Linked DNA regions of Sus scrofa: regions 2, 3, 4, 5, 6 and 7 are each linked to region 1. A link is a contact called in public Hi-C, HiChIP or PLAC-seq and promoter capture Hi-C data. All regions are on one chromosome and are shown on one strand. Each heading gives the region's core, a stretch centred on a gene start, on an enhancer-like site or on the middle of the called end of the contact. The rest is flanking DNA. Distances are from core to core; before and after follow the strand shown. Region 1 overlaps PTPA (serine/threonine-protein phosphatase 2A activator). Region 2 overlaps PRRX2 (paired mesoderm homeobox protein 2). Region 3 holds the start of NTMT1 (N-terminal Xaa-Pro-Lys N-methyltransferase 1). Region 4 has its middle 21 kb from the start of NTMT1. Region 5 overlaps LOC110256398 (a long non-coding RNA gene). Region 6 has its middle 74 kb from the start of NTMT1. Region 7 has its middle 100 kb from the start of NTMT1.

Region 1 (3,652 bases), core at 561-3,060:
GGGCAGCTTGTTAAAATGCGTGTTCTTGGGCCCCACCTCAGCTTTCTGAATCAGAATCTTGGGGGGTGAGAGCTAGGAACCTGAATTTGAGCACACATACCAGGTGACTGCGCGGAAGTCGGGACCCACTGCTCCCTGGGCCTGTCTTTTGGGAAGTGGCAAGACCTCTCATCCTCCCTGCCTGGTGCCCTCCCCCACCTTCCTAAGGGTGCCACGACTGCCGCCTGGAGAGGGTCTTGCTCCCGTTCTCCCCCACACAGTCCTGCTGGCCCCAGTGCTGTCCCTGGCACACTTGCAGACCCCTGCCTGTGGGGGCGGCTCTCTTGGCTGCCCATTCTGAGCCCCCTGAAGAGGGAGCGCTCCCTGGTTAAGCAGCCGTAGCTCCAGGCTCTCCTGGTCAGCATTCGGCTCAGGCCTCCGCCACACTCCAGAGGCCAGAGGGGAATGACATGTTTTTCTAAGTCAGCAAATGAAGCCCATCCTGACGGCTGGGCGGCCACCGCTTCATTCTGAGATCTGCTGCCTTCAGCACTGTAGCAGCCCAAGGTCAGAAGGACTCCGGGGCAGCCTGGCTCACTGCCTTGAGAGCCAGTCACATGCTGCTCTCTCCAGAGGGGAATGGGAGGGTCTGCGGAGCCAGGGAGACCCCGCGGAGCAGGGTGGGGAGCTGGGGTGGCTTTGCTGGGGGTGGGAGGCTGAGTGTTTTGGCTCCGCCTGGTGGCTGGCCAAGCCCTTGGGTCCCTGTCAGTGACTCACAAGGAGAAAGGGCAGGCCGGAGGTCAGGGAGGATGGGAATTGACTCCAGGTTAAAACTCTGTATTTTTGTTTGCTGCGTCGTGCTGGTTTAAAAACCCAAAAGCCTTCCGGAAGTTTAGGTTTCGGTTCCTCTGCTAGAGGAAATCCCACAGTGGCCACTAGGTGGCGCTAAAGACACATCGAACTGGGAGGAGGTTGTAGGAGCCCTTGATGGAGAGGCCTGACCTGGGAGGAGGCCGGCAGGCCCTGGAGTTCTTGGTTGTTCCGCACCCTCTCTGCAAGGCCTGGTTTGCACTTTGGGTCTTGGTGCCTGGGCATGGTGGTAAACATTGGGCGCTCGCAGGGAGTCCCCCAGAGCTGAGCTGCGGTGACTGGCGGGGGGCCCCCTCTCACCCACCTGGCCAGCCTCGAGCCGGCTGGCGTGGTTCCTGACGGCAGCACCCATGATGCTAGTTTTCCAGAGTCTGGGCCTCACTACCCAGACCAGGCTTTTTGCAGTTGCTCTAGTTGGTGGTGAGGGAGGCCCGAGGCCCGGTGCTGGGACTCAGGAGGCCTGGCTGGCGGCCTGCGCGGAGCTGTGTGCGCTCCGGTCTGGCAGGGGGCAGTGTTGCCTCTGGAGACCCAGGGATCACTAGGGCTGGTGCAGCTGGGGGGTTAAACCCACAAAAAGTTGGAAATGAAACCAGCCTGGGACCTGCCCCGGTGGCCCTGAGCATCCCGCACGAGGGACCTCACCTTGCAGGGCTTCTGCCGCCTCAGGAAATGCAGCCCTGGCGCCTTTAAGAGCCCAGGGCCGGCAGGAAAAGAATTTCAGTTTCAATCTGGCTTCTAAATTTGGAGTTTTGGGAAGGGAGGGATCAGATTTCAGCTGGAAGGGAAGGAGCTGACAGGAAGGCGCTGTGTAGAGCCTCCCCCCGTCCCATCCCCCCTCAGTTACTGACAGAGGAACCATTTACAAAAGGCCGATTCTCCTGGGAGTGGAGAGGCAGGAACGCAGCGTCTGTGAGTAATTTCCTGCTCAATATGGCTGCTCTGACTCACTCGAGTCCCCTGGGGTCACTGCGGGACTGCAGCTTGCTTGCTCGTTCTCGCTCTTTCTCTTCTCCCTTTGTGGCTAGAATGAGCTAATTTTTTTTGTCTTCTCGACCCCAATTCCTTTTCCCCCTCATCTGTTTTCCTTTCCAGAGTTGCAGAGGCTCCTTCTGAAGGACTGGGGGGAGACCTTGGGACGTGAAGGCCGGCAGTGGGGTGGGGCGGCGGGGGGGGGTCCCTCGAGAGAAATAGCAGCTCTGGCCATGGAGGGAGGGGGCCGGGGCCATGGGGGGGCTCCGGAGCTCGGGCCTCCCCTGGCTCTGCCAGCAGGCTCCCCACTCCGTGCCCCTAGTGGGCGAGGCTGGCCCAGCAAGCAGAACCTCGGGTTTCCGCCTGTCCCTCGGCCGGCCTTGGCCTCGGAGCCCTTGCTGAACAGGCCTTGGAGCTGCGGCTGCGACAGAGCCGGCAGCACGCCTCCTGGGTGGTTTGCACACAGGGCCCCGTCCAGAGTGAAACTGGTTCCACAGCTCCAGTGACCCCTGAGCTTCTCAGGGCTGCGGCCCGGATGTGTGCGAGTGCGAGATGGGGCTGGAGCCTCGGGAAGGGGCGGGGGGGGGTGGAGCCTGACCGAGTGGGACCTTGGGAACAAAGCTCCTGAGAAGGCCAAGCCCCTACGGGCTGGGGGCTCCTGGCTGCCTTCCTGGAGGAGGGAGCCTTAGAGAGAGGAGGGAAAAGATGCTGGGTGAAGGGACCGACTGGCCCAGGAGAAGCCCCGTGGGGGCCTAGAGCTGTGGCCTCACTGCTGGAGGAAGGAGTGCTTGTTTTTGCTACTGAGCTGCTTGGGGGTTGCGACAGGCTTTTGGGGATCTTGGACCAGGGGAGGGAGATGACAAGGGTAAAACGGCAACTCTCTTGACTTGGATCTTACAGTTTTGTTTAGAGTTGCCTTTACTGGAGAAGGGAGAGGCTTGCGGGAGTGGTTAGCAGGCCAGCCCGCAGCCGAAGGGTGGGGGGCGTTTGTGCTCCTGAGCTCCTGGAGAGCCGGTGTGGGACCCATCCTTTCTCCCTGAAAGAGTTCTCCCCAGCCCTGCCTCCACCCACAGCCTCTTCTGGAACCTTCCACCTGCTCGAGGTCCAAGTCTGCTTTCTTGCCAGCTTGGCCTCTTTGCTTTTCGGACTCTCTCTTCTGAAGCCTGGGGCTCAGGGTGCTGAGCCCGTGCCCCCAGCCTCAGTGCTGCCTATCAGCCGGGGTGGGGCGGTGTTGAGAGGGACTTTGAGCTGTGGTTGGTGAAAGCAGATGTGCTGGCCTTGAGCTGTCCGAGGATTCCCCGAGGGTTCCCCGTCTCAGCGGCGGTTTTCTCATGTCGTGGGGACCCACTGGGCTCGCTGCAGAATGTCTCTCTTCCGAGAGGAGGGGCCAGGAATGGACCTATCTTTGCTCTCGCCTGTCCCTTGCTGTCCCCTCCCCGCTCTCCTGCCAGGTTAGGCTGGCTCCCTATACAGACCTTCCTCCCGAATCTGTAGCAGGTGCCCTCTGGCCCACCTCTGCCCCCCTTCCTTCCTCCCTCCCTGCCACACAGAGGGCAGTCAGAGGCCTGGGTTTGGTCTGGGCCGTCCCCCAAGCCCACCCTCCCTTGGCTCTTCCAGCCCTGCCTGTGGCAGGCCAGAGGGACCGTCTCTGGTTCGTGTCTGTGTGTGTGTCTCTGGTGCATGTCTGTGTATGTGCGTGCGCATCCCATAGGCAGATGCTGCAGCCTGGGCCCCAGGAGTGAGTGTGTGCTCATCCGTGTGTGTATCCATGTGTGTTTGCGTACGTGTGTATGCGTGGGCTTGCATCTTGCATGTGTGCGTGCGTGTGCGTGCG
Region 2 (3,652 bases), core at 579-3,078, 470 kb after region 1:
GAGTTCCCTGGTGGCTCCGTGGCTTAAGGCTCCGGTGTGTCACTGCAGCATCTCGGGTTGCTGCTGTGGCGCAAATTCCATCCCTGGCCTGGGAATGTCCCCATGCCTTGGGCGCGGCCATCAAAAAAATAAAAAGAAAAAAGAAAAGAAAGAAAGCCAGTCTGTCAGATAAGAAACCAACTCTTGCCCCTTGCTTGAGATTCCCGCTGGGGTGGGACTGGCCTCCTGGGGAAGCCCCCAGAAGTGCAGGTGCCCTGCTCCAGAAGGATCCAGAGTTTCTTCTCCTTCCTCCTCCCTCTGTCCATGCTTCCTTTCTTCCCTCCAATGTTGGTGATGCACTTGGTGTCAGCCTGACCCTGGCCCTGACCTTGCAGATCTCACAGGCTGAGCAGCCTGCACGCCCCGCACCTCAAAGTTACCCTGCCCCGCTCAAAGCCCCTGCTGCTCAAAACCCCCCCTGATCTGCATGCCAGGAGTTCGGGCTCAGACCCCCCCCCCAGAGGTTCCTGTTTCTTATTCAGTATCCTCCTCTTGGCTGGCTCGTACACCCTAAGCCCCTGGAGAGACCCCCAGAATCCCACTGCACGAGGGGTCGTGCAGCCTATGCCAAGGTTAGAGCCCAGGCTCTGTGCCAGTCTGCAGGTTTAAGTCCTAGCGCCAGCCTTTACCAGCCACGTGGTTTGGCGGGTTGCTTGGCCCCCGTGCCTCAATTTCCTCATCTGCAAAATCAGGCTCAGCGCCCCCAGCTCGGATTGTTCAATGCGCTCTTTCCCGTTACTCTTATTTCTCAGTCAGGTTGCCGAGCCTGGGACTGGATAAAGGCACACACACGCAGCCACTCGGCTGCTGAGCCAGGGCCACCCCGAGGTCCTAAGCCGGAAGCCCCACCTCCTGAATCACCCCCAGGCCTGCCCCTCACATCCTGGCCAAGAGGCAGTTCCTCCCATGTCATCTGAGTCGGGATTGCTACACGGACGTCAGCAAAGGACACAGTTTCCAGAATTCTCCCTGGGGTCGTTCAAAGGAAACCAAATCTCTACCAAGAGACCTGGGTGTTGGAGGGGCAGGGGGTAGCCTCCCTGCAGCCCCCTCCCCTTCACCTCCACTTCCTTCCCCAGACTTTTCTGGCTATAAATACTTCTGCAGCTTCGAGGCTCCTTTGACCAAGGCCCAGTGTTAATTTGTTAAATCCACATCAAGGTCTCAGGGACCCGCTGTTTATTTTCGTGAACGTGTTGGCAGAGATCACATTCAGGCTGGGGGAGGCTGCTTATTTGGTCCGAATAAATGCTAATTAATAAAAGTTATTTATTTGCATTGGAGCGCGCCGTGGCCCCTGGGTCAGGCGCAAGCTGATGATCTGAGCAAAAACAAACAGAGGGTGTCTCTCAACAGCTTGAGAAAGGCAGGAACGAAGAGGCTTGGGTTTATTTGTCTTAGGAAGAATTTGCAGTTAATTCCCTCCAGACTATTTAGAGCCTTAAATTACATGGAATAAGAAAAACCATGGGTGCAGCGGAAGGAGCCAGGAACACTTGATCATTTGGCTGAGAGCTGAGTTTTTAAATGTCTTTGGCCCGAAGTCAGCCAAATAAATGGTATGTGTGAAATAATTTAATGGCAGAAAACTGTGCACCAGTCATTTTTTTTTTTTTTTTCATTGAAATGTCTTCAGGGACAAAGTCATTCTGGGTTCGAAGGAGAGAGAGCATGGCTGGCCTCCCCATCCGACTCTGTTCATCTCTCCCGGATCCAGCCCTCGCAAGAGCCTCTAAATAGCCCGCATCAGTGGAGGTGGTTTCAGGCTTTCTTTTCAGTCCCAGAGGAAAGCAGAACTTTTGCTGAACAAAAGGAAACTTTGGGCGCAGCCCGGCTTGGACCGATCAGGCCCCAGTGCTTGCTGGCCCGAGGCTTAGAGAGTATTTATTTATTTTCCAAATGCTTTAAGCTCAAGCGTGGAGCCCCCAGAGGACGCACGCCCACCACAGGACATTTCTCAGGAGGTGATTCAGGAACTCGTGGTAACGAATATCCGGCACATCCGCTGGGAAGCAGAGTCCAGTGCCAGAGTCCAAAGCTGTGGGATTGAGTCCCGGGTCACCTCCAAGACGCGCCTGAAGCTTCCTCCACCGGGGCTGCCGCTCCTGAGCCTCTGCCCGCAGCAGGGCCTGGAACCCATCTTTCTACAGTGAGCTGGGCTGAGCAAGAAAGACCCTTGTCTTCAGGCACGGAGGGGGTTGCCTGCACGCAAGAATGCTAAGGGCGGAATTCCCATAGTGGTGCAGTGGAAACAAATCTGCCTAGTAACCTTGAGGTTGTGGGTTCCATCCCTGGCCTCGCTCAGTCGGTTAAGGATCCAGCATTGCCGTGAGCTGTGGTGTAGGTCGTAGTTATGGCTCAGATCCTGCGTTGCTGCGGCTGCGGTGTAGGCTGGCAGCTGTAGCTCCAATTCGACTCCTAGCCTGGGAACCTCCATGTGCTGCGCGGGCGGCCCTAAAAAGACAAAAAAAAAAAAAAAAAAAAAGCCAATGCTAAAGGCAGCAGCCATTTATCAAGCAATTGCTGTGCTCCTGGCCTGAGTTAAACCCAGCCACTCCAGGACTTCTGTGTGACCTTGGATAAGCCACTGTCCCCCTGGGGGCTCCCAGAGGTGAGGTCTTCCTCCTGGGGTTAGGATGGAGACTCAGACACATTTCTGCACCAGGGAGATGACACGGCCTTGGAGACCCCTCCCCATGGCGTCTCCCAGACCTTGGTCCAGAGAGTGCGACCCACCCCTGCCTCCCCTTTCCTGGGAGCGAGAAGATGAGAAGGTGACCCCCATGGAACCAGGCTCACAGCCCCGGCCGGCTGAGCCTCCCCAAAGACCCGGATTCCAGCCCCGGCTGCGTGATCTCGGGCAAGCCTTTCAGAGCCGTCGTTTCCCCATGTGCGGAATGGGTAACGCCTGGATGGGCAGATGCCAGGATACAGCGGATGCGGCGCCTGGTCCTCTCGGGTCCAAACCATCTTCTGTTGAGCGCACCCCATCAGAGGTGCCTTGGGGAGAACTCAGGAGAGATGGGACTCCAGACCCGTGGAGATCCGCTGGTGTCAAGTTGGGGTGCGGACGTCTGGGGCTGTTGGCGGGGCGGAGGGGAGAGTAAGGCCTTTGTGCGAGAGTTTCCGCTCCGGAGCCACCACGCGGTTTGACCAAAGAACGAGTTGTTTCTTCCGGCGCCCACTTGGCGGGGCCAAGGCTGCAAAACGGTTTTCATTTAAACCCCCTCAGTTTTGATTTGCTCAGAAATTTCCCGAAAAAGTCTCTCCTTTTTTGGCTGAAAGGCCTCCTGCGTTGGGTTTGTGCCCAAGCAGCGCTGCCTGAAGGGGGGCGGAAATCTGCTCGCGAGGACTGGTGTTCCAGAAGCTTCCGTCCGCTCCCAGGCTCCGGATCGCACGGGTTTTCATCGCGACGTCCCTGTTATTTCGGTTTAAGGTTTCTTCCCGCTCGAGAGGGTGGGGGTGGGGGTGGAGAGAGATTCACAGGCCCCCGAGGGTCTCATCCGTCTTCGCCTTTTCTTGGAGGAAAAGGGGTGAGGAGTGAAGGCTGCAGTGGGTCCAGGACCCGGGGCCAGCTCGCTGGGGCCGCGCCGAGTCCCCAGCCGTCACCTCC
Region 3 (3,652 bases), core at 399-2,898, 400 kb after region 1:
TATTTTGTTTTCTGTAAACATTTCCTCATCCAGGGATGGAAGAGCCTGCCTCCTTGGGGACGTTAGAATATTGAGTGAGGAAGGTGAGATATTTCCCTTTCTTTCTTTCTTTCTTTCTTTCTTTCTTTCTTTCTTTCTTTCTTTCTTCCTTCCTTCCTTCCTTCCTTCCTTCCTTCCTTCCTTCCTTCCCTCCCTCCCTCCCTCCCTCCTTCCTTCCTTTTTTCCTTTTCTTTTTAGGGCCACACCTGCAGCATACAGAGGTTCCCAGGCTCGGGGTCGAATCGGAGCTGTAGCTGCTGGCCTACACCACAGCCACAGCAACACAGGATCCGAGTCACGTCTGTGACCTACACCCAGCTCATGGCAATGCCTGATCCTTAACCCACTGAGCGAGGCCAGGGATTGAACCTGCATCCTCATGGATACTAGTCAGATTCATTAACCCCTGAGCCACGATGAGAACTCTGCGAGAAGCTTTTTGAGGTCAGCAGGCTGGCCAGACCCGGAAAGGCCTTGGAGTCCAGGTGTAGGGAAGGAAGTTTTCCATCAATAGGAGAAAAAGGTAGGGGCGGGTTTTAAGGCACCCCTAAAAGAGCTGGGCTCAGAGCTGCCCCCAAAAGATTATAGACACCTCCAGCAACTGAGATTATCTAAGATTTATCCACTTGCCGTAGAGACATGGAAAATGAAGCTTGGGAGCGCCCAGGCCAAGGCAACCAAGTCAAATCCAGAGTTCCCTAGAGAGGATGCCAAATAACACGGACAGATGTGGGGGACTCAAAACCAGGTTGAGGCTTTTCAGTGTACCGCACCCCCATCATCCCTTTCACTTCATTAGAGCAAGCATACTTTCAGCACCTCCTATGTGCAACACCCAGAGGAAGGCACTGTAAATCGAAGATAAAATGTCAGTTTAGGAAAAAAAGACTATGGTGAATATTGTGAATATTATGACATAGATGAATATTATGATGAAAATTATGCATCAGTTTCTATTTATTGAGACTTCACGCCAAGCACAGAGGTGAGCCCTTGACACAGGGTATCCCACAGATTTAACCCTCAGAGTCCTGGAAGGTGAGTAATTATTCCATCTATCTGGCAGAAGGGGATTAAGGCTTGAATGAGGCTTTTTCTCCCTCTTTTTACCCAGTGGAAAACCCATAGAACGTTCGGTTTTTTAAAAGTCCAGTCATGTTGTTCCCGTCATGGCTCAGTGGTTAACAAATCCGACTAGGAGCCATGAGGTTGCGGGTTCGGTCCCTGGCCTTGCTCAGTGGGTTAAGGATCCGGCGTTGCGGTGAGCTATGGTGAAGGCTGCAGACGCGGCTTGGATCCCGCTTTGCCATGGCTGTGGCATAGGCCGGAGGCTAGAGCTCCAAGTAGACCCCTAGCCTGGGAACCTCCATATGCCGCACGTGCGGCCCTAAAAAGACCCAAAAAGAAAAGACCAAAAAAAAAAAAGTCCAGCCTTGCTACCAAATGAGCTGGTGCGCAAGATGGAAGCGGGAACAGAGTGGGTGCTGCGGCTCTTTAAGGAGGCAAATCTCAAGTGAGGGCAGGATCCCACGGGGCGGGGCAAACCAATCGCGGGGCGGGCCTCTCGGAGGCCCCGCCCCAACACCCGGAAGTGACGTAAGCGGACAAAGGCGGTGCGCGCCGCGAGGTGTCGCTTCTGACCTGGGTCTGACGGAGCCGGCCGTGGGCTTCTGGGGTGCTCACCCCTGCCGCCGCCTCCTTCCCTTCCTGTTTCTCGTCCTCTTCTCCCGGGTCCCGGGAGCCCCCGCCCGGGGTGAGTAGCGCGAGGGGGAGCGGGAGCGGCGGCCGCCGGCAGAGGGGAGGCTCCCGCACCCAACTGCCTCGGCGCCCTGAGTCCCCGGCTCGCCACGTGACCCAGGCGCCAGCCGGCTGGGCCCCACGTGCGCGCTCCTAGGCGGTTCCTGGGCTCCGGGTGTGCAGTGAGGAAGGCCGAGGCCCCCCGAAGCCTGGGCAGGACACTCCCCCACGCCGGCCCCCGCCGCACCAAGCCCCTTTCCCTCCCTGAGCCTCACTTTCCCCTGTGAGAAACGGGGGGTAAGGAGGGCACTTTCCTGAAACCGAGGGGTAAGGCGAGCACCCGCTGGGAGGGTGGGCGCGAGGATTCAGTAAACTGCTCAGCTCCGAGCCGAGCACAGCTTAGTGCCCGTCACATGGGAGTTGCTATCATAGTTCACTTTGGACTCGACCCCAGTCACGGCTCAGCATAGGCGCCGCTCGAAAGACAGCCGGCCGCCAAGAGCCCTTGAAGCCAAGGTCAGCCCCTGGACAGAGAGGCTGCCATATCAGAAGGCCCAGGCTTGGCTGCCCGTCGACTGTGTGGACTCTCCGTCTGCACAATAAGGGGTAGAAACAGCTAGTGTCCGAGGTCCTGCGGGTGGGGCTGGGCAGTACTGCTCGCGTCTGGTTGTATAGAATCTGCACAGTGAGATGGAATGAGACCCTGAGGGGACCAGGGCCTTGACCGGGGTTAGAAGTCTCCTTGGTCTGATTTCCTGTGTGTGTGCCCCACCCCATTAGTGGAATGGGTTTTTTCTCTGTCAACTAGGGGAGGCGGCAGGGTTGGAGGTATGTGTAGCTGGCTTTGGTGGAGACCAGAAGCCACAGAGTCACAAAGATAGCGTCTCCCAAACCTGCAGTGTTTCTGTGCTTAGGTGGATTGGCTGAGCTGCCAAGTCCACTGGATTCACCACCCTGTGTAACAGTAACAATCCTGGAGGTTTGGCCAACTCTCTAAGGTTTAGAGGGCCTTTCGGAGTATTTTCTCCTTAGATCTTCACACATGGCAAAGAGAATTGATGAGAATCTCAATTGACAGTTTTAAGTTTGAGATTAACATGTGCCGAGCTGTGCGTGGATCCCTTTATGCTTTTTTATCTGCATTTAATCATCACAGCCTTCCTATAAAGTCTGTAATGCTATTCCCATTTTATAAATAGAGACACTGGAGTTCCCTGGCGGCTCAGTGGGTTAAGGATCTGGTGTCATTGCTGCTGTGGTGCAGTTTTCCATCCCTGGCCTGGGAACTTTTGTAAGCCACCAGTGCAGCCCCCTCCCAAAGACACTTAAGAGGTGTTGTCTTATCTCAGTTTACACAGCTGATGAGAAGCAGAGCCAAGATTCAGACCTGGTTTGTTCGATTCCATCAGAACCTTTTTTTTTTTTTTTTTTTTTGTCTTTTTAGGGCTGCACCCATGGCATATGGAAGTTAGGGGTCAAATCGGAGGCTGTAGCTGCCAGCCTACATCACAGCCAGAACAACTCGGGATCTGAGCCGCGTCTGTGACCTACACCACAGCTCACGGCAATGCCAGATCCTTATCCCACTGAGTGATGCCAGGGATCGAACCTGCATCCTCATGGACACTAGTTGGGTTCATTACTGCTGATCCACGATGGGAACTCCAGAGCCTTGTTTTTTAAACACCCCCACCTCCCTGTTTTTTTGGGGGGTCTTCCTTCCTCTCTCCCTCCCTCCTTTTTCATAGACCACCCGGCCATTCTCCTAAGTCCAACTGCTGGCCGCACAGATCCAGGGACGGGCCCTGTCCGGGAGGGTGCAGGAGGGGAGCGGTAACTCCAGGCAGGCTCCTGCCTCCTGTTGCTTCCAGGCTTT
Region 4 (3,652 bases), core at 756-3,255, 370 kb after region 1:
TTCCAACCCCAGCTTACTGGCGCCTGCTTCTTTTGGTAGCACCCCTTGAGGTCCTGCAACCAGGCAGTGGGGACCTTCTGGGCTGGATTCTGTGGGTTCCCAGGTCCTGCAAGGCCTTGCACAACCAGGGCCCTGCCCAGACCCCTTGCTGCCCCCGGCCTCTGCCACACGGCCTCCTCCTCCCTCCTCCTCTCTCTCCTACTTACACAATCCAGCCCACCCACTGTGCCCTCTGTACCGCACTCTGCCTCCCCCACACACCTACTCTGGCCCTTGCTTTCAATCATCCATGCCACTTCCTCCAGGAAGCCTTCCCTGATGTCTGGCTTAGTGCCTTGTCTCTGAACTGTCTGTAGTTGCACATCATAGCCTGTCTGTACAGGTCTATTTGCTCCGTGTCTGTTTCCCTCACTAAATGGTACACTATCCTGTCCACAGAGGGAGCCACAGCACTAAGCACAGAGCTGGCACAGAGTACGTGCTCAGCAAACATTTATTAAAGGGAGGAAATAGCAGCATTAGTCAAAACCTTCAGGAAAGATGAGAAGAGAGAGGAGAAGCCTCCTGCCCTGGGAGAAAGCCCCTCATTCCTTCTCCCCTCTCCCCTCTGCTGGTTTGACTCAGCAGAGCCAATTGGGGGGAGGGGGGCATGGTGGTAGGGGGCTGCAGACAGAATGCCCAGTGCCCTGGGGAGGCAGAAAGCAGGAAGGGGAGGTCGAAGCTCACATCTGCTTTGGCCCACCCAGGCTGCAGCTGCTGTGGCGGCAGCAACACATCCACCCTACAGCCCCTTCTGCCTCCTGGGGAAGCACAGGAGGGCCCCCTTTCAGAGCTGCCCTTGGATCTGTGTGTACACAGAGCCGATGCATCTAAACACCAATGCCTGAGACAGAACATTGCAGCCTGGTTGCTCCTGTGTCTAATGTGTGAAAGTCCCGCTGCCAACCCTCCCCCAACCCAAAGATGTGGCCTGGACCCTCTCAGCCACCCAGGAGACCTCGGGTGAACAGAGTCCTAGGTTTGAGAGGGGCTCTGTCTCTTTCCTGAGGCCCAGCATGGCCAGCTCTGTGACCTGGACCCCTCTGAGGGCCTGGCTGTGATCATCTGCCACTTGGAACTAGAACTGGCCCCCGGCCCGCCCCTCTGGGCTGCTGGGAGAGGCTGGGGAGTCACGTGGGCGGGCAAAGGAGAGGGTTCAAGGAGGCCCCTGCAGGGCATCATGGGACTCCAGGGCAGGGGGTCAGGAGGCTGGGGCTTTCTGGAGGCTGTGGGTGCTTGAGCCCCTCTGCCATGAGGGCAAGGCCAGGCTGGAGGTGGAGAGAAAGCCCACCCAGCTTTGTGCCAGGGAACCTGGAATGTGCCCTATGAGCCTGGAATTCTCTGGATGCCCCGCCTCCCCCGACAGACTGCCTGCCCCTAAGGCTTATTATTATGATGGCTCTTAGTTGCTGCAGTTTCTTTCTCCCAGTTTCCCAAGTATGTGCCCACTGCAGCTCAGGCTGGGGGCTGCAGGAGTGCCATCCTAGAGCTCACAGCCCAAGGCCTGCCAGTGGGGTGACCTGAACCTGCCACTGCTGTGGGGGGCACTGGGGCAGTGGACCAGGAGGAGGGCACCTGGAAGGGATGAGGAGTGGTTCTCCAAGGCCCACTGGAAGAATTAAAGCCCCAACCGGAGAGCAGACCCTAAGGCCTGGCGGAAAAAGCTGGGAAGGGCATTTCCGGCAGAAGGAACAGCCTATGCTAGGGCCTGAGCTCCAGCAATCCCTGGGAACCACAGCTATTCTATCTGGCCCAAGGGCTAACTGGGAGCCTTGTAATCAGTGGCGCAGGGAGGACCCCCTCGGGCGGGGCCTTGAATGCCGAGGACAGCCACCTGCCTCGCTCCTTCGGCGGGCGGCGGCGGGGCTTGGGCCCTCGGCACCCCCCACCCCCACCCCGCCTCCTCCCTGCCTCTGGGCGTCCCGGGAAGGCTGGACCGGCGGCTGCCCTTTCAAGTCGGTCTCCCGGAGGCTCTGAGCCGGCCGGCTCTGGGGCAAGGCTCCTCCGCCTACATCAAAGCCCGCCGCCCCGCCCGATCCGGTTGCGGAAGGGGCGGGCGAGCCGGGAGGGAGGCAGGTTTGGGCGGATTCCCCTTTCATCCCGCGGATAGGCGGGCGCAGACCTCCGGGAGGCCCTGTGCGACCCTGCAGGGCATGTCCCTACAGGGCCTGGCGGCAGGGGGAACGCAGGGGCCGCGGGGGGCGGGAGGGGCCTGAGGCTGCCGCAGCCCGGCCGGGCCGTGGGAACGGAGCCTCCATCCTGAGCCCGTGCCTCGGCTTCCCCGGCCGCCCTCCCCACGGCCAAGGAAGCCCTGGCCCCTGGAAAATTCTGGGGAAATTCCTTAGTGTTTGGACTACGGACAGAGATCGCAGCTGGGAACCAGGGCCCCCTTGACTGGCAGCCCACCGGATAGGACAGGTGTACCTATCGTCCCCTTTTACAGATGGGAAAACCTTGGCATTAGGAGATCACACAGCCAGCTAAGTAGCCAAACTGGGTAATCAGCTGGGGTTTTTTTTTTAACTTCAGAGACTTGGAGCTTAGCTGCTGCCTCTGGGATGAGAAGGGTGGGACTCCTTATCCCCAAGGGCCCAGGCAGGAACTCTCAGTCAACACGGGAACCCCAGCTGGGGAGTTCCCGCTGTGGCGCAGTGGGAATCTGTGGCCTCTTGGGAGTGCTAGGATGCAGGTTTGATCCCTGGCTGAGCACAGTGGGGCTGCAGCTTAGGTCAGAACCCTGGCCCGGGAACTCCACATACTGCAGGGTGGCCAAAAAAGAAAGAAAGGGGAAAAAAAAAAAAAAAAAAAAAAAAAAGAACCCCAGCTGGGAGGTACTGTTATTAGGCCCATTATATAGCTGAGGGACTGAGGCACAGAGAAGGGAATGGTGCGTCTCCTCATTTCACCAGAAATGACCAAGTCAAAATCTGAACCCAGCTTGTCTGGCTCCTGAGCTGGCAGTGCCTGATTTGATAGGTCTGGCCATAGCACAGGGCTGTGCCCACCGCCATCCCCCCACAGGCCAAATAACACAGTCATAGAGCCTGGAAGGGTTTCTCTGGTCCAGGGCGGGGGGTGGGAGGGGCTTGTCTGCCAAGAGGGGTCAGTTTCAGTGGGCCTCCCCAGGGCGTCAGGTGCACGCAGGCTGGTGGGATGGGATGGGTGCCGGGTATCAGACAGATGCCACCCCAACCCAGAGACTTAAAATTCCTCCCTGGAAAATCAGATAATCAAGGAAGTCAAATACCGTGAAATGAGTGTGATCCTTGCCAGAAACCCACAGGGAGCAAAAAAGAATCATCACACAAGTGCAGGAGTGTGACCCAGCCTCTGGTCTTCCGGGCACGGAAACGGAGGCACGCAACACAGCAGGGAGCCCCCTTGCCCAGCATTTACTGAGGGCCTCCTGTGTGGCAGGGCCTGGGCTGGGGACCCGTTCAGTCCCTGTGCTTCCGGAACTCAGGATCTGCTGAGAGTGGTCCTGTGGGCTGCCAGTCATGTTACATGGTTCAGTTCTGATCCAGGAGGGCTTCTCTGAGGAGGAGACATCTGAGCTGAGACATGAAGTTAAACAGGAGTCTGGGAGGCTAGTGAAGAGCCTTTCAGGCGGTTG
Region 5 (3,652 bases), core at 591-3,090, 340 kb after region 1:
ACCAGCCCCACCCCAGATCACCCTGCCTTCTGAACCTTTGCTTAGGCTTCTGCCAATGCACCGGGCTCTAGCTATGGGTGGACTCCCCTATAGCCCCAACAGTAATAAAATGTCTCACTGAGAGAGTGCCGCTGTGTACCATGCCAAGATCTACCGGTGTTGCCTCCTTAAATCTGCCCAGCCAAGCCCCAGGAAGTGGCTCTTACTGCTATTCTATTCCCATTTGACAGCTGGGCAAAGTGAGGTTCTGAGAGTAACCTGCCCAAGAACATACACGGCCAGGAAGTGGAGGAGCAGAATTTAAACTCAAATCTACTGGATTCCAGATTTAACCTCCTTACTGGGCAGCCCTCACACTGCCTGCCAGGGCCTGAATTCCCTTGAGGGCTGGGGCTGCTTCTGGTGCAGGCCAGGCTTCCTCCACCACCCAGGGCAAGGCCCAGAATCTGGTTGATAACTGGCTGACACCAAATGAATACAGCATCTACTGAGAGAACCAGTTCAATGAAAGAAAGAGAGTGACGTATGGGCCTCTCACAGGGTGGATGGGTGTCTGGTCAGAAACCCTTCAATCCCAGGCACAACCAGACTGGGGGACCCCTGGTGTTGGAGACTTTTGACATCACACCCCACCCCCAATGTTGGACAGGACCCAAGGGTGTCAACTAGGATGCAGAGGCGGTAATAGGGAGACGAAGATGGTCTGGGAGCAGAGGAGTAATGCAAAGCAGGGGGCACTGCTTATACCAAGCGAATGGGCCCGGGAGCTACATCCCAGTTCTTTGAGAACTGGGTAGATCCAGGAAGTCACGAGGGAAGGTGGATGCAAGTGGCCAGACCCCTTTCCAAGTCACTGCAAACGCAACAGATCCGGTCAGCCCTCACTTCAGGGCCTGGCCCCAGCCATCCATCAGCCTTCTGGCGGAGAGGGGGACAGCCAGCAGGGAGGCCGGGACATCAAGATTTGGAAAATCGGAGTTCCCATTGTGGCTCAGTGGTTAACGAATCCGACTAGGAACCATGAGGTTGTGGGTTCCATCCCTGGCCTGCTCAGTGGGTTTAAGATCTGGCGTTGCTGTGAGCTGTGGTGTAGGTCCCAGACACAGCTCAGATCCCAAGTTGCTGTGGCGTAGGCCAGCGGCTACAGCTCTGATTAGACCCCCTAGCCTGGGAACCTCCATATGCCTCAGGTGCGGCCCGACAAAAAGACAAAAAAAAAAAAAAAAAAAAGACTTGGAAAATTGAGGCTGTTTCACCTGCCTTCGGAGGCAGAGAAGGACTTTAGACGGCAACGCGACGCCCCAGAGAGCACGGCTGGGCGCACAGGCTGGGGCGCACAGGCTGGGGCGCACGCTCAGGCGCACAGGCTAGAGCGCACCAGCTGGGATGCGCAGGTTGGGGGGCGCTCGGGCTAGAGCGCAGGGCGCACCGGGGAGCCGATCCCCGCGCCCCTCGGAGAAGCTGTGTGTGCCGCCGGCGCGTAACCTGATATTTTCCTGCGCGGCCCCCAGAGGAATGTTTCCATTACCCAGGCAGCGCCGCCCGCCGCAGCCTTTTCCCTCTCCCCGCCCGGCTCGCCCGCCGCCCCGCGCCGTCCCCCGCCCCCCGCAGCCCCTCCGGGCCGCCGCGCCGAGGCACTTTGTGCAAATGTAACCTTTCAGCAGGCCCCGCCTCCGCCAGGAAGCTGCGCGCCCCGTTGCCAGGAACGCGGCGCGGCGCGCTCGGAGCTGGAAGGCGGCCCGTTAATCAGCGGCGGCTGACAGAAAATCAGACAGCCCGGGCGGCCGGCCGGCCTCGGCCCGCTCCCTCCCGGCGCCTCCGCGCCTCGCCCGCTGCGCGCCGGCTCTTTGTTCCCCCTCCCGGCTCCGCGGGGCTGAGCCTCTCCATCACGCCCCCTCTCCTCCCCGATTCTCCCGTCCTCTCCTCTCTTTTCCGTCTCCTCCCGGCCGCGTGTTTTCCGCACTCTCCCCCTCCTGCCAGATTGCCTGGTACTCGCTTGCTCTCCTTCTCCTGGACAGCAGAAAGTCCAAAAAAAGCGGCTCACTGCCCCCCCTCCCCGATCTCCGCCAGCCCACTGCGCCCGCCGGGGAGGTTGGGCGCCGCAGTGCCTCTGGCTAACATCTTCCCCATCGTCTCCCTGGGATCTCAGGACCGGCCCCCGCCTCCAGAGACGAAGATCTTAAGCTGAGCTTTATGCATGACCTTGGGGTGGAGGGACCCGTGAAATCTAGGAAGTTCTATGTCCCACTTGGAGTGCACCGCGAGGCGAGAGTGGGCGTGGGGGTCCAAAGATGTGGATTTTTCAAAACAGTAATTCAGAAAAGGTTAAAAACCACAGCCCCAGAGATGCTTCCCATGCGTCTTAATTAATCTATTCAACAAATATTTATTGAGACCTACTGTATGTGCTAAGTCCTGGAGAGAATAGCCTTGACCTCTAGCCCAGGACCCTGACATTAGACAAACTATAAAGAAATGTCCTTGGAGGCGCTGGGTAGGAACTGGGGAGAGATTGGGCAGAAGGATGGATGAGCCCCCGCTGGGATGGGGACCAGGGTGTCTCAGGACTTCAAAGGTCCCCTGAGCACCTACTCAGCCTGCATCCCAGCCTGCCCACCCCCAGCTTGGCGCGAGGAGCCACTGCAGCCCTTCCGGTCCTGTTCCCACAACCACCAGAAACAGTGCTTAAAGCCCTGCTCCAGGCAGGGAGGGGCGATGACCCCACCCTATGCTCTCTTGCAAGTAGTAAGGCGAGGAGAGCGACCCATCCAAAGGTCACTGTGTTCTGTGTAGACAGGCTCAAAATGTGAGTCCGTGTTTGTTTTGTAGTAAGAACATTTGCTGGGATTCACTGAGCAGCTGCTCTGTAGCAGGCGCTGGACTAAGCTTTTTACATGATGTCATCTCTTATCCCATGCATCATTTATTATTTGCCACTTCAACAAGCATCTATGGAGCCCCTCTGCTTGCCAGGCACCCTGGGGATACACCACTGGGGCGGCGGGGCGGGGGGGGGGGGGCGCTTGCCCTCATGGAGCTCCCAGTCTGCTAGAGAAGAGAAGACAGATGATAAATGAATGACATAGCCAATGACTAGGGCTGGGGATGAAAAGCAAGGTAACAAGAGTGACAGCCAGCAGTGGGCAAGGCAGCAGGTGAGGGGTCGCTACTCTAGGCAGGGATGGTCAGGGAGGGCTTCCTTGAGGAGGGGCATTCGAGCTGAGACGGAAAGAATGAGAAGAAGGTGGTCCCCTGAAGAGCCAAGAGGAACTTCCCAGGCAGAGGGCACAGGCCACAAACAGGTTCTGCCATTCCTACAACTACTTTGGGAGATGACACCACTACTGTGCCCATTTGACAGATGAGTAAACCAAGGCCATTTCAGAAATGTGAAAACCCTTCTGGCCTGGGGTCACCTCTCTGGGACTAGGCAGAGCAGGCCCTGGCATCCAGGACTTCTCCCCACACCCCCTTCTCCTCCTGTCCCCCACCTCCTTACTGAGGCTGGGGCAGCCGTGGGTGGCAGTGTACAGTGCCAAGTGCTCTAGTCGGGACCAGAAGGCCTGAGTGCTAATTCTGCCTCTGCCTCTCCCAGCACCATGATCTTGGGCAATTCACCTACCGTCTCTGGAAGTCAGGCTCCCCCTCTCTC
Region 6 (3,652 bases), core at 766-3,265, 320 kb after region 1:
AGCTGCAGCTGCCTGCCTACACCACAGCCACAGCAATGGGGGATCTGTGGCAGCTTGCGGCAACACCAGATCCTTAACCACTGAGTGTGGCCAGGGATCGGACCCGCATCCTCATGGATACTAGTCGGGTTCGTTACCACGGAGCGACAACAGGAACTCCATGAGTTTTCTGTGGTGTCTAGAAGTTTTAGGGTCTGTAGCAGACACTTCCTTTGTCCTACCTCTAATTTCAGCTGCAATGAGGGGGCAGTCCTGACTCCCTCTCACTTGAGCCACCTCAAGCAGGAGCATTTCTGCCTGGGGGCTTCTCCCAGGGCCTCCTGAAGCCACAGACAGCACAGGGATGGGGAATAAAGACCCCCGAGCCACCTTCTGCAATGAAGGACTGGAGCCAGCAGATGGATGTCCCCTCTGGACAATTCTGGAAGGCGTTCTGTGTGCTCCTAAGAGTTCCTGGTGGAAACCAGCCTTCTGTCATCCACAGCAGGGAAGGACACCCCACTGTTCCTCCTCCTCCTCTGCCTCGCTCTCCTGCCTCCTGGGGTCACCCCTAAGGCCTTAACTCAGGCTCTGATTTCTTTTTTAAACTTTTCTTTATTTTTTACATTTATTTTTAAACAATTTTTATCATAGTGGATTTCCAATGTTCTGTCCATTTCTGCTGTACAGCAAAGCGACCCAGTCATGCATTTATTACATTCTTTTTCTTACAGTATCCTCCATCACGCTCCATCACAAGTGCCTAGATATAGTTCCCTGTGCTGGACCTCATTGTTTATCCACTCCAAGTGCAACGGTTTGCATCTACTCGCCCCAAACTCCCAATCCATCCCAGGCTCTGCTTTCCAAGAATCCCCCAAGTAGGACAGAGGCAGGTCTCAAAATCCGTCTGGCCCTTGGCTATGCATCTCACGCTAAGATATGCACGTGAAGAAGGAACGCAGAATGAGAATGGTTTTACAGCCAAAGAGAACTATTTCCCTGCTAAGCCCACCGTAAGCGAGGCTGAACAAGCACGCATTCATTCATTCAGCTCGGAATCCCCGGCCTCCTGTCTGTGCAGGATACAGCAGACAAGACCCCATCGCCACACTGCTACAGCCTAGTGGCCGACGTAACCAGGATATGAATGGGCCACAGAGAAGAGCTTTGTTGGAATCCTGAATCCTTAGAACCATCTCATACCCCTGTAGGCAAAACTGCGTCATTTCCAGAGGAGGAAACCGGAAGTTGTCTCTGGGCAGGTCAGACATAGATGATGCAAGACCCCTGCCCGTCCTGGAGCCCACGTGGTGGTGTCCAGGCCTGTTCAAGAATCACGTGGTCCACGCTCTAGACCAGCACGGACCCACAGAAATAAGACTGAGCTGCACACACAACCCACACAGGTAATTTTAACTTTTCTGGCAGCTTCATTAAAACCAAAGTAAGGGAATTCTTATTGTGGGTCAGTGGAAACGAATCAGACGAGTATCCGTGAGACCAGGGCTTGACTCCTGGCCTCGCTCAGTGGGTTAAGGATCGGGCGTTGTGGTGAACTATGGTTTAGGTCGCAGGTGTGGCTTGGATCCTGTTGCTGTGGCTGTGGCGTAGGCCGGCAGCGGCAGCTCCGATTGGACCCCTATTGGACTTCCATATGCCATGTGTGTGGCCCTAAAAAAAAAAGGAAAAAAAGAAAAAAAGGAAAAAGGAACTGGTGGAACTCATTCCAATAATAGCTGTATTTTACCTAATACATCCTAAATATTATTCTTTTGACATTTGATAAATATTTACAATTATGAATGAGCTATTTACCCTTCTGTTTTTCACAGTAAGTCTTGGAACGCTGGTGTGTAAGTTTACCCTTAAGGCACAGCTCGGTGGAGAATCGCCACATTTCGAGTGCTCCGTGGTGACATGCAGCTAGGGGCTGTGGGATTGAATCATGCAGCTCTGCTGCCACCACCACGCCCCAGCCTCTACTCCTCCCTGCTCGCCTTGAGTGACCTTGGCCGAGTCCCTCCCCCTGGTTCATCAGAGGGAAAGTGCTTAATAAACACACTGTAAGCGGGTCACTGCAACCTTCCTCCCATCCATGTCCCTTGGCAGCGAAGGCACCCACAGCAACAAAGCTGCCAGGGGCCACAGCTCTAGGGAGACAGGCACCCAGCTCTCTTGGCAGGGGAGCGCTGCCCACCTGCCAGAGGGGGAAGGGAGGGGGGGAATCTTCTCTCCCTCTTCACCCCTCCCTGAGGAAGTTACAGCGACCAGGCTGTGGCAGCTGTTTTAATTTTGTAAAACCCAAACCCAGCCTTTGGAGCCGGGTCTGTGGGAATGCCAGCTCTCTCATTCACGCTTTAGACACATTTGTTGAGTGCCTGGGCTGTTGATGCTGCTGTTACCTTGAGGATGCAGAAGATACAGAGAGAAAGGCAGCTGGGCCCCTCCCAGGGAGTACAAGTCTGGTGGAGGAGGCTGGCCAGCAGGCAAACCCAGCCCAGTGAAGCGAAGCTCATGATGGGCGGGGGACGGGACAGCGCTGCAGGGGCTCTAAGTGGGCCCCCTGCCTGGGTGAGGGGGCTCGGAATAGCAAGTTCAAAGAGGATTGCAACTGAGCTGGTGATCAGGTGTGTGGCTGAACGGCAGGATGCCTAGGTGGGCTGGTTGGACATCAGGCAGTGCCCACCAGTTGGTTGGGTCCAGGCCAGGATGGGTCTTGAATGTTCTCCCGGACTCCTACTCCTAAACAGAAAAGCCCTGCCTCGGCTTTTCTGTGCCACTGGCAAAATCGCCAATGAGGTGACAAGGCACCAGTCACGGCAATTCAATTTCATGTATTCGCTAGTCACGGGGGCCTCGACCAATGCTCTGCAGTGGGGATGCCGAGACGCAAGGAACAGTAGAAACCAGCAAGGAACACAGGACTTTTATTTCCAGCAGAAAACCCTCCTGCTACAACATGGTACTTGGAAATGGTGGCTACAATATAACAAACATCCTTTTAAATGCATGGCTGAGCTTGCAAGAAAGGAAGGGAACTCCCCAGAGATGAAAACAAAGAAGGAGCCGAAAACCAGAGCGGGAATCCGAAGGGCTAGGGTTGGTGCTGTGCTGGGCAGGCCTGGGCAGAGTGGGGGCTGTGGGTCTCGGCGGCCTGGGATTGGATTTTACAGCCCCTTAGGGGGACAAGAAATGAGGCTTTGGGCTTCATAAACCCAGGAGTTGTAAATGAGACCCACCTCCAAGCCAGATTCTTCTGAGTTATATTTTTGGTGAAAAGGTGGGCGAGGGTTAAAACAACAGCATCCACCACAAATCCAATCTGCTCAGACAGATCACCAGGAAGGTCATCCGCTACAGCCTGGGCTCCGGGAATCTGTGACCAGAGACTTAGCCCCGAGAGGTTTAGGACCTAAGTGTACACTGCCCTGCTTCCCGTGTGTTCTGGAGACTCTGAAAGCAAGAAGGTCATACCCAAAGGGGGTCCTGGCTGGATACGCCCGGTGAGCACTGGGCAGAAACAAATGCAAGCACCCACTAGATGGCCATGACCTCAACCCAGGCTGCTCAGGATTCCCACAAAGGTTCCTGCAGATGAGCTCACCAAGAAAAAATTACAAAACAAAAGCAGTCATAAGACAGAGTCAACAGCAAAACCAACTGGTAGGCT
Region 7 (3,652 bases), core at 360-2,859, 290 kb after region 1:
GGAGCATGCGCACAGAGAGACAGACACCCCCGTAGAGGCCTGAGCACCCCCTCCAGGGTGGAGATGACCCAAAGGGAACAGAATGGTGTGGGTTTCTCCTAAACGCAGAGAACCCCTGCTGCCAGAAACAGGAGGCACTTAAGCACTGGCTGGATGAACAAATGAATGAATGAATGAGTGAGTGATGGCGGCCCCCAGGCCCAAGGAGGAGGGCCAGGAGACTTGCAGACCGTCTGCCTGCTCCCTTGTGAAGCAAGACATCCTGTGTCCTGGGGAGCCCTTGGTGTGCAGTGGTGTGGGAGCCGGCTTCAAGAGGGGGAGACAATGGGGCACTGGGAGCCTGATGGGAGGGAAACAGGCCATGAGCTGTGTTTCTAGGGAAACACTCTAATACCTGGGCATGGGCAGCACTGGGGTGCCAGAGGGACTTTCAGGTACCCCCAGATTACCCCAGCTGGGACGCGAACACACGGTTCCACGGGGGCAGCACAGTGTGGTCGGTAAAGCTGGAGGCTCTGGACATTTCTGGGCTCCAGCTTCACCCCCACTGGCTACACCAGTGCCTCTGTGTCCTGGTCTGGGAGAGGGCCTGAGAGAGCCCCCTACAGCACAGGTTTGCAGGGAAGCTCTTGGGAGAGGTGCCAGCTCAGCACCTTCTGTCTGCCATTGTTATAAAACAGCAGCACAGGAGAGCAGGAAGCAGAGGGCACCCAGCAGCCAGGCCCTGGGCTCTGGTCCTTCCGCGCAACCCAGGGTCTTCCCAGGCCTCAGTTTCCTCATTTGTATGCTCAGATCCCGCAACCCTTCTCCCAGACCCTAGGTCAGACTGCAGGCACAGCTGCCTCCCCCAGACCTGCCCACTCATACACACACACACACTCATACACGTTCCGCTCAGACCCGGAAAGCACATCCCATCCTCACGCTCAGCCCCTCGCCCGGGGCATCCAGGTCCTTGCCACTCGGCCCTCACCCTTGCCCAGGGCACCCACACCCGCTCACACTCCTGCTCACACTCCCACACAACCCAGGTCGGCTGTGCACCAACTATTGTCGCGGGCGGGGCTGGGAGCGGGAGGGAAAAAAACCCACGACTCAGCCGGAGAAGAGGGGTGCGGGGGTGCGCGGGCGAGGGAAATGACAGCCCGCGGTCCCCCTCGAGTCCCGGCTCATGAATATTAATGCCGTGGTAATTAAAATGCAGGGACGCAGCAGGATGGATGCGGCTGCCTCCGGAGCGCTGGGGAGCGCGGCGTCCTCGGCGAGGCGTCTTCGCAGGCGTGTGGAACCCGCTCCTCGCCGGCGAGCGCGGGATCGGGCTCCGGGGCTCGGATCCGGGGCCGCGGGCAGGGGACGGCGGGGGCGGGGGGGGGGGGTCGGTGCTTTTCGGCGCGGCCGAGCGTGGCTGCCCGGCGTTCCCGCCCGTGCCCCTCCGCGCCCTGCCCCGGCCCGGGCTGCCCGCCAGGCCGCCGGTTCCCGGAGCCGGCCCCCTCCCGCCCTCGCGGCCCGGTGACGTCATCTGCACAAAACTTTCCGCTTCCCGGCCGTCTCGGGGCCCTGAGTCATCGCCGCCCCCGGCCCGGCCCTCGCCGTCTGTTTGTGCAGAGCTAGGCCCCGCTGGCCCCGGCCTGACGTCAGGCTGACAGGGCCTGGAACTGCGTGGGGCCCCTGAGGGCCGGGGACAGCCTCCGGGGTGGGGGCTGTGGAGCAGACCCCGGGGAAAAGCAACACACCGGGGGTCCAGGTTCAAATCCGGAGTCATCTTATGCAGATTGCCTGATCTCGGGCCAGTCCTCTGGGCTCTCTGAAAGTCCGGTTTCCTCCTTTGTCCCTTAGCAAATCTTCCCAGACTCCGTAAGTGGATTGTACAGCTGGGTGAACCCAGGCCCAGAGACGGGAAGGGACTGGCTCAAAGTCACACAGCGCTGGGGCAGCAGCCCAAGTTCTTGCCACCTTGCCACGTGCTCTTAGCCATGGGTGAGGACCCTTTGGGGCAGATGCTGAGAAAACCAGCTGCAGACATACAAGGTGGGGCTGGGGGCGGGGGCGGGGCACATTCCGGAGCACCACCGCCTGGGCATGAGTCCTGGCGAGTTTTCTCAGCGCTAAGAGCAGGACTCCTAATCTAGAATAATAGCCATGTGGAATCTACCAGGATACAGGATCAAATGAGAAAGGATCATCCCATGGGAAGGCTGGGGAGCAGCTGTCGGCACATGAGTAAGCTGCTGATCCCCGTTGCAGTCAGGTGACGGGGCCATTTTGGAGTCAGATCACCCGGGTTCAAATCCTGGCTCTCGTTGTCCCTCCTCCAGTCCCTTCTTTGTCCCCTCAGGCCAGTTACTAACTGCTGTGCCCTGTGCCAGGGCTGCCGTTTTCAGCATCTCCGGCCTCCTGGGTTGCTGGGAGAGCCTGTGAGCAAATGCCCACTCCATCCTTCACCAGAGGCACACACAGAGCATGCGGAAAGCATGGGCAGTTCTTAGGCTCTTCCTTGGGTCTTCGGCATATCATCTTGGGACCCAGTTTATAGATGAGAAACTAAGACCCTTTTGGCTCCTGCTGTCAGGGGCGGAGCAGGAATTATTAGGCTCAGATCTGGGATCCCAGACCGTACAGCTTCCCAGATGCATGGCCAGGGCTCTGGTTGTTCTCCAAACTCACTCCCACCTCCATCCAGCATCTGCCTCTGGTCCAGGCCTGCCCCTCCCGCCCGGTCAGTGTGGATTGACCCCTCGGCGCACCCCCCACTCCTGCCCACGCACACCCTTAAGCTATCAGAGAAAGACCCGCCCTGTACCCCCACATCCTTGCTTCTCCCTTCCTGCCCCCCCTCACCCCCCAGCCTCACTGGAGACATTATCAAGTACTCCAGTGCTTGGGGTGGCCTCTTCTTGCCTAGAGGCTTTTGCAGGGCTGTTCCCTCCCTCCCTCTGCCTGGAACACCCCCTCTGCTCCCCCGTTTTCCCCCTCAGCTCTTCCCCTGGGGAGTGTCCCAGGTACCACCACCCCACAACACACACACCCACAGCACACACTCCCCCACATCACACAGACCATACCACACAGGCAGAGACACACCCCATTACACAGATCACAGACGCACACACACACACTCCATATGCCATAGACGGCAGACACATACCCCGCACGCATCACACAGACCCTTCCACATGCACACCTGGCATACCCTGACCACACAACAGACACACACACAGACCGACTGGAGGAGACACAGCAAGGCTGCATCTGTGCCCCTCCTCTGGGCTCCTGCAGCCTCTAATTGTGCCCCCCCCCCATGGTATTAACCCTCCCACCAGCGAGGGTGGGGACCCAGCCCCTTCTCCCCTTCCCGCACAGGGTCTTGCACAGCTAGTGCCTGGCCCCCGACCCCCTCCCATGGCCAGCACTGTGCCAGTCCCACCTCCATCAAGGCCCATTTCTGCCAAGAGCTGTCCCCACTCCCGCTAAGCTCCAGGCTCAGCCCTCTCCCCCGAAGATCACACTTCCCTGGGCTTTGGTCAGCCCCATCCCACCCAGACCACAGCTACTGGAGACAAAGGACTGTGTCCCCACCCCCCTCCCACCCCCATCAACCCCTTCCAGGTCTCAGGAATATCTGGTGACTTGAACTGCGCCACCGGAGCCTTAA

The links. Promoter capture Hi-C pulls out the DNA fragments that hold promoters and counts their contacts. Hi-C and Micro-C count contacts between places; a contact is called where the count stands out from the background. HiChIP or PLAC-seq counts read pairs in DNA pulled down with a chosen protein or histone mark.
Region 2: an H3K27ac HiChIP or PLAC-seq map of skeletal muscle shows a contact between it and region 1, with 6 times the contacts expected there. The contact joins two enhancer-like sites. A contact is called at or near these places in 3 of 47 Hi-C or Micro-C datasets (embryonic fibroblasts, mesenteric adipose tissue and skeletal muscle) and 2 of 2 datasets of contacts at active chromatin or transcription factors (alveolar macrophages and skeletal muscle).
Region 3: a contact with region 1 is called in a promoter capture Hi-C map of fetal skeletal muscle, with 6 times the contacts expected there. The contact joins the promoter of NTMT1 here to the enhancer-like site in region 1. A contact is called at or near these places in 5 of 5 promoter capture datasets (fetal liver, fetal skeletal muscle, liver and 1 more), 29 of 47 Hi-C or Micro-C datasets (adipose tissue, alveolar macrophages, blood and 16 more) and 2 of 2 datasets of contacts at active chromatin or transcription factors (alveolar macrophages and skeletal muscle).
Region 4: a contact with region 1 is called in a Hi-C map of retroperitoneal adipose tissue, with 2.2 times the contacts expected there. The contact joins two enhancer-like sites. A contact is called at or near these places in 1 of 5 promoter capture datasets (fetal skeletal muscle), 20 of 47 Hi-C or Micro-C datasets (adipose tissue, alveolar macrophages, blood and 11 more) and 2 of 2 datasets of contacts at active chromatin or transcription factors (alveolar macrophages and skeletal muscle).
Region 5: a contact with region 1 is called in a Hi-C map of subcutaneous adipose tissue, with 2.6 times the contacts expected there. The contact joins two enhancer-like sites. A contact is called at or near these places in 2 of 47 Hi-C or Micro-C datasets (embryonic fibroblasts and subcutaneous adipose tissue) and 2 of 2 datasets of contacts at active chromatin or transcription factors (alveolar macrophages and skeletal muscle).
Region 6: a contact with region 1 is called in an H3K27ac HiChIP or PLAC-seq map of skeletal muscle. The contact joins two enhancer-like sites. A contact is called at or near these places in 1 of 47 Hi-C or Micro-C datasets (embryonic fibroblasts) and 2 of 2 datasets of contacts at active chromatin or transcription factors (alveolar macrophages and skeletal muscle).
Region 7: a contact with region 1 is called in an H3K27ac HiChIP or PLAC-seq map of alveolar macrophages. The contact joins two enhancer-like sites. A contact is called at or near these places in 10 of 47 Hi-C or Micro-C datasets (alveolar macrophages, embryonic fibroblasts, fetal heart ventricle and 5 more) and 2 of 2 datasets of contacts at active chromatin or transcription factors (alveolar macrophages and skeletal muscle).

What each region holds. Positions count from the first base shown.
Region 1 is chr1:269,422,396-269,426,047 of Sscrofa11.1, forward strand. All of the region lies in intron 8 of PTPA (serine/threonine-protein phosphatase 2A activator), which reads left to right. Among named protein-coding and RNA genes, the nearest start is that of PTPA, 22 kb to the left of the region's middle. Within about 2 kb of position 1,811, at least 72 of the 83 cell types and tissues checked have an H3K27ac peak or open chromatin away from gene starts, as enhancers often do. A contact at or near this core is called in adipose tissue, alveolar macrophages, brain and 10 more, where this site is marked.
Region 2 is chr1:269,893,548-269,897,199 of Sscrofa11.1, forward strand. All of the region lies in intron 1 of PRRX2 (paired mesoderm homeobox protein 2), which reads left to right. Among named protein-coding and RNA genes, the nearest start is that of PTGES, 29 kb to the right of the region's middle. Within about 2 kb of position 1,829, at least 10 of the 83 cell types and tissues checked have an H3K27ac peak or open chromatin away from gene starts, as enhancers often do. A contact at or near this core is called in skeletal muscle, where this site is marked.
Region 3 is chr1:269,818,126-269,821,777 of Sscrofa11.1, forward strand. NTMT1 (N-terminal Xaa-Pro-Lys N-methyltransferase 1) reads left to right here and starts at 1,649. Exons shown (of 5, transcript NM_001243457.1): 1 at 1,649-1,792. C1H9orf50 reads right to left here. Exons shown (of 13, transcript XM_021085475.1): 5 at 1,723-1,940.
Region 4 is chr1:269,796,481-269,800,132 of Sscrofa11.1, forward strand. No RefSeq gene overlaps it. Among named protein-coding and RNA genes, the nearest start is that of NTMT1, 21 kb to the right of the region's middle. Within about 2 kb of position 2,006, at least 21 of the 83 cell types and tissues checked have an H3K27ac peak or open chromatin away from gene starts, as enhancers often do. A contact at or near this core is called in omental adipose tissue and retroperitoneal adipose tissue, where this site is marked.
Region 5 is chr1:269,763,726-269,767,377 of Sscrofa11.1, forward strand. It overlaps LOC110256398 (a long non-coding RNA gene), which reads right to left. Exons shown (of 3, transcript XR_002337845.1): 3 at 2,050-3,652. Among named protein-coding and RNA genes, the nearest start is that of NTMT1, 54 kb to the right of the region's middle. Within about 2 kb of position 1,841, at least 23 of the 83 cell types and tissues checked have an H3K27ac peak or open chromatin away from gene starts, as enhancers often do. A contact at or near this core is called in skeletal muscle and subcutaneous adipose tissue, where this site is marked.
Region 6 is chr1:269,743,691-269,747,342 of Sscrofa11.1, forward strand. No RefSeq gene overlaps it. Among named protein-coding and RNA genes, the nearest start is that of NTMT1, 74 kb to the right of the region's middle. Within about 2 kb of position 2,016, at least 11 of the 83 cell types and tissues checked have an H3K27ac peak or open chromatin away from gene starts, as enhancers often do. A contact at or near this core is called in skeletal muscle, where this site is marked.
Region 7 is chr1:269,716,057-269,719,708 of Sscrofa11.1, forward strand. No RefSeq gene overlaps it. Among named protein-coding and RNA genes, the nearest start is that of NTMT1, 100 kb to the right of the region's middle. Within about 2 kb of position 1,610, at least 71 of the 83 cell types and tissues checked have an H3K27ac peak or open chromatin away from gene starts, as enhancers often do. A contact at or near this core is called in alveolar macrophages, embryonic fibroblasts, mesenteric adipose tissue and 2 more, where this site is marked.